2 separate regions of the Zea mays genome follow, and region 2 is linked to region 1. The links are chromatin contacts, called in public Hi-C maps. All regions are on one chromosome and are shown on one strand. The core of a region is the stretch at or near the end of the contact, and the rest is flanking DNA. Distances in the headings are between cores, read along the strand shown. Region 1 holds the start of LOC103643066 (60S ribosomal protein L38-like). Region 2 holds the start of LOC100284297.

Region 1 (4,764 bases), core at 126-2,625:
TCCATCTTTGATGTGCACGATCGTGTTTGGTACTTGATATTGTTTCATAGTGTGGCAACGGTGATGTTGCTGAGTAGCACAACGGAACACTTGGCATGCATGAGTTCTTCCCATTACATGTTTTGTTTCGTCCTTCTAAAAGTATATATTGTAGCATTTTTCTTATGCCAACTATGCCTCAAGTTGAGAATTAGTAGCATGCTATGCAAATTATTCTACGATTTATTTTTATGTGTTGCTTGTATTCATGTAATGCACTAACATTTTATCGAATAATTTGTGCGCCCCTGCCTCTCCCTCCCTCCTCCCCCGCCACATCGCGGAGCCCCATCTTTGCCGGTCGCTGCGCCATCCCTTCGCCGGCACCCACGCGTACCTTATCGACTGCACGCCGCCGTCACCAAGGCCCCTGTGACCATGCGCCGCCACTCCATTGTCATCCTATGGAGATTATTCCCTCCTTGAAACTGCCCCCTCGCCCTCAACCTCACGCGCCTTGCAGACGGGTGGCCTCACGCTGCGGGGTCGGTGCACTCGATTGTAGCCCGAATTTCGCTTCGACACCATGTCGAACGTCTCGCGGACGTCGTGCTCCATCTCATAACAGTATAATACACATTGTATATAAGTAATTTCAAATTTGCAGAGCAATATATCTTGGTGTATATCTCTTATATTGAAATTGCAAAAAACACTAGAAGCTATCAAAAGTTTATTTATACTTATTTATATGAATATCTAAACTATATTGATCTATGATCGAGGATTTTTGGAATTTGTTATTAATTTACGCTATCCTTCTATGGAATCAACATGTTTTATTTGAGATATTAATGACAAAAAACGTGTACAGTCTTATATTATTTTTAGGTATGTAAACATCCACTTTTAGTGATGCTAACAAAAGTATAGAATAACATTTAGTTTTTTTGCATATCAATACATTTATTATAGTACTTCTGCATCTCAATATATCTTACCATTATATATTAACTCCGTAGCAACGTAAGGACATACACCTATATAACACATATGTGCATATATAATTTATCGAGATATTATATGTCCCCGTTGCAACGCACGGGCACTGACCTAGTTATAAAACTAATTACACTAAAATGATAAAATAAATTTATTAAGACTAATTATTTTATTCCGAAGCGACGACGATAAACAATGGGCGAGGAAGATACGAAATAGAACAAAACAAATCATGAGTAGTGTAGTAGGTATTTTTATTCAATCTTATCAACCTTGAGTTGGTAAAACATTACTGAGCTCTCCACTAAGAAAAGAAACGTCAGTAATATTTCGAGCCGCGAATTCAACGAAATATATGGCCAATCGGCCCAATTGGGCCCATCCAGATGCGGCCTTTCACCGTGGAAGAGCCCTCGACCAACAGGTCCAACCAGCAGCGAGCGAGGACCTGGGCATTGTTGGAATCGCTTCCTGTCTAGGGTTTCACCCGCGTGCCTTATATATCCTATCACTTCCCGCCCAGCCGCCATCTCCGCATTTCCATCTTCCCGTGGGATCCCAGCCGCCGCCGCAAGAAGAAGAGCTCGGGGACTTCCAGGTGTCGCGAGAAGATGGTAAGTATCCCTCGAGTCCCCTTCACTTCTTCTCGATTTTGTTGCCGGTGGATTGTTACTGAAAGGGATTGGTCAGATTAGGTCCTAGTGTTGCCGACATCGCTGACGGACCCAGACAATGTTATTCTGCTCTGGTTTTGTACAATCTCTGTGTAAGTGGCTGTCGTGGCTTCGTATTAGCTGTATCCTAGGTTGAATTGCTGCGAGCATGGAAATCTTATAATGTCAGTTACTGTATTCTGGTGCCATCCGGCTCTTTATAATTGCACAACGTACGTTTGGCATTGCGCTGTTTTTGTAGCTACAAGAATTCGAAATGCACTGACTGATGTAATAACAGGTTAAATTGTAAAAAAGACCCACCATTGTAGATCCAATTGTATATAAACTACCACTTTAAGTTAGCATAGCATCTGTGTGGCTGTTTGTTTTCGTACTAGTGGTAACGAGTTTTTCTTTTTTGCCATCCTGCTAGTATTTTGTAGTTAATTGTCAAGTATCAACCTATCTCTTTGCTTTGTCTAATCGTCTGTGGAATAAATCTGCAGCCGAAGCAGATCCACGAGATCAAGGATTTCCTTCTCACCGCGAGGAGGAAGGATGCCCGATCAGTGAAGATCAAGAGGAGCAAGGATGTTGTCAAGTTCAAGGTCCGCTGCTCCAAGTACTTGTACACCCTCTGCGTATTCGACGCTGAGAAGGCAAACAAGTTGAAGCAATCTCTCCCCCCAGGTAATCACAGCTTTAATTGACATATTATTTATGTTCTAGTATAAGAACACCATTCTGGCAGTATTGTGTTGAATTACCATCCACGCTGCCGACGGTCTATTCAGTTATCTATTTTTGTTGGATTGATGCCGTTTTCTTTGTCTTAATTAGCCGTTAATTAGCCGTCCCAGTGAAGATAAAATTTTCGGTCCAAAGATGGTCGAAGAATGGTTTTAGCTTCAAGCCAGCTGACACGTCATCTTGATTAATGGGTGGCTTGTGGCTAAAACTGTTTTTTAGAACCATCCATGATGGCCAATAATAGCTATGAGATCTGAGGGACTTGTATGATCACTTCCTTTATCAGCTTCCACTCTGAACCATTTTGTTCTTGTTTGTGTTTCCTGTTTGATCAGTCTCTGTCCCATTGAAGAAAATATTATTTGACCATAGATGAATGGTTGATTAGTTTTAGCTTCAAGCCTCTGTTGTCTCTACTCTTTGGCATATAGGCTTGTGGTTAAAACCAGTCGACTCTTAAGTTCATTGATGATGGGTAATAGCTATGAGATCCGAGGGACAAAATTACCTGTGTCTTTTTGATCTAATCCTAATTGTGCTTGTATCTTTGGTCATCTGTTTTGTGATTACAGTTTGCCTTCCATTTGTTGTAAGCCCTGCCCAACTTGATCTGTCAAATTTTGTCTGACATTTAACGCACGACTCCACTATGAAGTTCTGACTTTTTTGATGCTTAATTAATGTCGATTGTTGCAGGCTTGAGCGTCCAGGAGGTTTGATTGGATACATGGCAACGTCGGGTCGAACCTCTAGGGCATCTTTATCATTAGCAGAGCATGCTGTTTATGTAGTTTTGGACCTTAAGCTATTAGACATGTCAGTGTTGGATTTGTGGATCTTGAATTTTTGGAGAAATACCAATTTGCCTCGTTCAAGGACGCACCTTTCAGTTTTTTCTTATTTAACTGCATGTTCCCCTTCGCAACTTAGCTCTGCAAACTTACTAGATTTTTGTGGTTTTATATGTATCCCATGTGGATAAGTAGCAGAAACATGGCTAATTCGCCCATCCATCGACATGTCAAGATGAACTCATATTTTGGGGGCTGATGCTATTAAAAATTTTATCATAAACTCAGTGTTCATTGGCATTAGAAAATTTATGAGGAGGCTATCTCCAGCAGTCATCCTCTATTTTATTCACTGTTTCAAACTTCACTTAAACAGTGTCATATACAGTTTTGTGTCACTGTTTTACACTATCCACTGAGGACAGCCGCAAATGAGAAGGATGAAGATTACTGACGCAATTTACAAAAAAAACATCATGCGAATCAGGTGTCCCTTTTCTCCCTGCTTATACTAAAAGCATACTAGGTAATTGCTGGTTTACACAGATCTGTTTAAAGCCATAAAAGATAACGATGACAAAACCATTCCACATTCCCAAGGCTACCAAACTACCTGCCTAGAAAAAGAAGCATAAGAAAGAAGCTAAACAAGCTAGATCTTTAGCAAAAGAACCCCGATCTTCATGAAGTGTTGTTTCCCTCAGAATCCGCTGATGATCACCATGTCTTCAATCCTTTCGTAGGACAACATCTTCCATCTGGCCTGCACGTCCTTCGTCTTAAACATCTTCTTCCACTGTTTCAAGAATCCCACGGCCTTACAACCGGACCTTTCTTTCAAAGAGTTTGCATATAAACGTTAACACTTCGAAAACCCCCTCAAAAATCACTTGGTAAATAAATAATGATTAGGCCAAATAAACAAAACGTTCATAATGTACCTCTATTTTTTTTCTCTAACGATTTTCATTTATATTTAGCTTACTAGGACTTGGAAATTAGTAATGTTCATATGGACGCGGATTACACATATATTTCACGTCTGGTTTTAGTGGTAAATTTCATGATGCATGTTTATAAAGTGTGTACTGCCAGGGCAGCTGGTTTTCCTTTAAAAAAAAAATCAACTTTTAGAGTTATCCTATATCAACTTTATTTTGAGTTTGACCAAGTTTATAGAGAGTTCACCAAAAATTATGACACAAAGTTAGTACATGGATCTTATTCTCATTCGTCTTCCTCGTTCTCATAGGTTGTAGGATATTGAAACAAGATCTTAGGCAAAAATAAAATTTATCATACTCATTAATTAGGTGACATGTGATTCTTTCTTTACTAATGTAATCAAATCATTAACCGGGAGAACGAATGAATTCGTACTCTGTGTAGAAAATGATAGTATATCGTGACCAAACGATAGCTCGTCCAAATAAAAACTTTTCTGAGAACCTCCTTGATGATCTTGCACAAACCCTCTTAGCTAAAAGAACCATCTCATCACTCTCTTCGGAAGGCTCCTAGTCCCAATACTCTGTACTGGGGCAAGGACACTAAATTTGCAATTCAACATCACCATTTCCTCGGAT
Region 2 (4,478 bases), core at 387-2,886, 170 kb before region 1:
TCTCATAGGTGAGGTGGAGAGGTTGCTTTGAATGGGGTTGTTTCCCCTTTTCTCTCTCTACCCTATAAGGATACACATCTGTCCAGCATGTTCAGAAAAAAAACATACCAGGCATGACACGGAGATCTCGAGCTTCGACAGTGACATAATCTGGATTAGCTACCACCATTGGAAGTCGCTTTTCTATGCCAAGCATTAGAACCTGCTCAAGCTCCTCAAGACTTTTGGGAAGAGGAACACCAGAAGGTGAGCCAAGAGCTTCAGTACCGTGGGCTAATATGAACTCTGCATCATCAACATTGTTCACAACTTGCAAACCAAGGCCCTATAGTATGAGAAAATGAAAAACTGATAAGAAAAAAATCCATTCTGATGCTAAGCAGAAATAGCAGGAAATAAACCTCGAGAGAAATTGCCCCTCGATCGTCCCAAGTGATATGGATACACTTCCTTCCAAGAGCAGCAAACCATGGGTCGTCTCTCCTATATTCAGGGATTAAATCGTAGAGGGGAATTAACAGACAGTTTATTCTTGCAGTAAAGTGTAGAAAGTTTTTCTATAGTTTTGGAATAAGTTGCATCAAACGACAAAATACTATTGCATACAAGAAAAAGGAACTCCTCTGGTTGGTAGTATCATAAGCATTTTTTGTTGATATGTGCAGTCCAATGTAAATATGAAATCCTCAGAACGCAGCAAATGTTGAGGTGATTATACTCATGACACCTATCAGGTTTTACATCCTTAAAGGAGCCAGTTATCACAAGCATAACTTCTATCGGCAGAAGAAACTGCCCCCAGGAATCTTACTTCTGAAGGTGCTGATGTGTGAGCTCCCCACTGGTGATGGTCGCGAGGAAACAGGACGTGTCGAACCCCAGGCTCTTGAGCTTCTTCATTGTCACAGATGACCGCCTAGAGGAATTGCTGATTATCACCATCTTTGCCCCATTCTCCGCTAGCTTCTCCACTGCAAGAATCACCTCGATTGTTGACATAAATAAATAGCAGCATCAGAACACAAAGGAAACAAATACACGCTTCACAGAAGTGGCGTGCATTCTCTGTGCCAACTTACATGCCAGAATGGCGCCGGGGTACGGCTTCTTCCCGTCATGAAGAACGCCAAACTGGTCCAGCAACCATGCCTGCGAGAGTGCGAGACAGATTCAGCTGTAGCCAGATGAGCGTGTAGCAGCAGCAGATGGCAAGAACAGTTTCTAGTTTCCACAACGATAAGGCGATTTCTCAACAGGATTTGCGATCTGGTGATCGGAATCGGCGTCCCGCGGCTAGCCGCAAGGCGAATCCCAAGCATTCGCAGCTACTACAGTCGACAGTGACCCGCGAAGGACAGCAAAGCAACAGGAGGGCGCGGAGCTATTGTGATTAAAGCAGGTAATAGCTTGATTGCTGGGAAGTGGAGGGAGCTTGCCTTGAAGCGGCCGGACTCGGCAATGGCTCGGATCCCGGCCACCCTCTCGAACACCGGCGGCGACGCCGTGGAGGCCATTCTCTCCTCCCGGCGCCGCCCGGACGGCCGGACCTGGAGGCAAGAAAGAGAGGGGAGGGCGAGATTCGGATCCGGAACCGGAAGCGGTAGTCAAGGCGATTGGACTATTTTATTACATTTTTATCTCAAATTCTAGTTTGGAAACACCATTTTATCAATTGATTTTTATTTTTTCAAATAAAATTAGTTTATTTTTCCTTAGTAAAATAAGAATCTTTTAAGAAAATGGTGTTCCCAAACCAGCCTTAAATTGACAAATATGGAAAATAAAATATAGTTTTAATTTTCGTATTTAGTAATTTAAAAACTAAAATATAATAAAATTGAGGTACTAAAATTAGTCTACATAAATAAGGTGTTTGGTTTTTAGAGAATAATTTTTAGTATGTTTGATTTGTATAAACTAATTTTAGTATTTTTTTAGCTAAGAAAAAGGAAAATACAAAGAAAATGACCACTTGGCTCCTTTTACTACCGCATATATTTGGCCGCCTCCAACCGTCTAACGAGTTGTCTGCCCCGCCCCTACTTTTTTTCGTCCCAGTTTTTCGGGTGACCTATTTCTGTTTGCCCCTCTACATTCACAAATGCCTCCCAGGCCGAGGCCGCGGGGTCGTCGCCACGCCGGGGAGGAGGAACGACGGCCGGCGGGGACATGAATGGTAGCCGATCTCCTGCCTGCCCCAACAATTATTACTTTTTGTTGAGCACCAAATTGAGCGCGCGGACGGTCCGGCCCTGAGGCCGGACGGTCCGCGGTCCGGACAGCCCGCGCCTGTGGGCCGAACGGTCCGCGCGTGCGCAGAACAGATTAGGGTTCCGAGTTTTGTGCTACGGTTGTTAGCTAAAATCAGGAGATAAGCTCGGAAATTAGTTTGTAAAGGGTCCAGCCCCCCTCCTCTATAAATAGAGAGGTATACGGCCGATTTGTAATCAACAATCGAATCAATACAACTTTTATTCGCATTTTATCCTAGGAGTAGTTCTAGTCTAGTTTAGGTTTAGCCTCTCAATCCTCAAATTCTTCGCCTCTCTTCGACTCTACGCCGATTGGAGGAGTCTAGGTCGGCCGGCCCGAGCCTAGACAACCCCTACGATCTCTCCTCCCCGACGGGGTCCCTCCCGGGAGCGAGATCCAGGCCGCCGCCGGCGACTTCCGCCGCCCCTGCGCACGTGCGGACCGTCCGGCCGTCAGGCAGAGGACCCAAGCTCCTGCACCAGGTCGCGGACCGTCCGGCCCCAGGCCGCGGACCGTCCGCGCCTGACCAGAGAGCACCGCCGCCGGTTCTTCTTGAGTATTTGGCGCTCCGAAAAGGCGTCAACATACTTTTTGGCGACTCCGCTGGGGACAACACATATAGACCTATCAAATCGGCCCTCAATGGCTGGTTCAAAGGATAGCTCTGAGGTTTCCACCAGCAATATCATCACACCAACATGGGAAGCCTTGTCGGCTGAAGAACAGCTCCTGTTCGAGGAGCGCCAGGAGCAGCTGATCCAAGAAGCAAAGGCGAAGTTCCTGGCTGACTTCAAAGTGGACAGGAACAACAAAGTCGTTCGGCAACGGGCGACAGATCTGGCTTCGCTCCGACCTACTACGATTACCCCAAATGTAAGTAGCACCAACGAACTCCAATCTCTTAAAGCTTACATAGATGAACAGCGAGAACAGATGCAAAATATCATAGGGGTTATGCAAAACGATTGTAGGAGACTAGTACGTGCATTTGATAAATCTAGTGTAGCAAATTTTCCTTCACACGAGGTTGAATTAGGAGATAATACACGTAATACATCGGTTAGAGGTTGTCACGACCAGTCACAACCCCCTTATGGGATGCCAATGGACATGTACCCTGAGCAAACGCAAATCGGCAGTAAACCAGCCGATCTACACACGTCCGGACCGTCCGCTCGCGAGCGCGGACCGTCCGGGTCAGCCACAACCGGGCCCATTTTTAATGAGTTACCTAGACACGCACCCGAGCCACCACATAGGGCACCGAATTTAAACTACCCAGTCGGACGGTCCGCATACAACGACGGACGGTCCGCACATAATTACAAACGGTCCGGGCCAATGTCCGGACAGTCCGCATATGACCTTTTTGAGGAAGATTGTTACTTGAATCCTCACCCATCCCAGCAACACTTACCATCACAATATGCAATGCACCAGCCCATTAATTCAAGATCTAGAGCCCAGGAAAGCTTTCTGGCCCCACCCAGAGGGCCAGAAAGAAACGATCAAACCTATGAGCCATATAGGGTAAATGGAAATGCACCACGTAGCTCAAACCAATGGGGAGAAAGACAACATGCTATCATCCAGCCGACCCCACCTATGTTTGATCAAAGAGCCGGTGGTCTCGCACCGGCTGCCATTGATATAGTGAGGGAAGAAATAGCAGGGGCGTTACGAGATAAGCTCGGAGTAAGCATGGTCCCTGGGGGGCAATCATATCGGAAGCCTTATGACAGCCGATTTGATCACCACCCATACCCACAGGGAACCAGGATACCCGAATTTGCAAAGTTTTCGGGTGACCAAGGAAAGAGCACGCGTGAGCACATAGGCCAGTTCTTAGCACAATTAGGAGAATTGGCCGACACCGAAGCATTCCGTGTGCGTTTATTTTCATTATCTTTAACGGGGACTGCATTCACATGGTATGCCACGCTCCCTCCTAATTCCATTTTGTCATGGGGAGACTTAGAACAAAAATTTCATGAACATTTCTTCTCTGGTGATTATGAGCTAGATTTAGTAGACTTAGTGGCCCTACGACAAGAAAAGGATGAATCGGTTAGTGATTATATCCGGAGATTCCAGGGTACGAGAAACCGATGCTTTCAAATTCATTTAACAGATAAACAACTGGCGGGAATAGCCTTTGATGGATTGCGCTATTATTTAAAAGAGAGATTAGAAGGCATCCAGTTCTTTACTTTAGCACAATTACA

What was found. Hi-C and Micro-C count contacts between places; a contact is called where the count stands out from the background.
Region 2: a contact with region 1 is called in a Hi-C map of endosperm, with 4 times the contacts expected there. The contact joins the promoter of LOC100284297 here to the promoter of LOC103643066 in region 1. A contact is called at or near these places in 10 of 25 Hi-C or Micro-C datasets (bundle sheath, ear, endosperm and 4 more).

What each region holds. Positions count from the first base shown.
Region 1 is chr1:200,761,091-200,765,854 of Zm-B73-REFERENCE-NAM-5.0, reverse strand. It overlaps LOC103643066 (60S ribosomal protein L38-like), which reads left to right and starts at 1,375. Exons shown (of 4, transcript NM_001365557.1): 1 at 1,375-1,595; 2 at 1,677-1,745; 3 at 2,144-2,327; 4 at 3,084-3,458. The coding sequence starts at 1,593. The coding sequence ends at 3,106. LOC103645187 (a long non-coding RNA gene) reads left to right here. Exons shown (of 4, transcript XR_002266802.2): 4 at 1-158.
Region 2 is chr1:200,927,673-200,932,150 of Zm-B73-REFERENCE-NAM-5.0, reverse strand. It overlaps LOC100284297, which reads right to left and starts at 1,636. Exons shown (of 8, transcript NM_001157192.2): 1 at 1,437-1,636; 2 at 1,080-1,149; 3 at 812-971; 4 at 402-483; 5 at 109-325. The coding sequence starts at 1,514.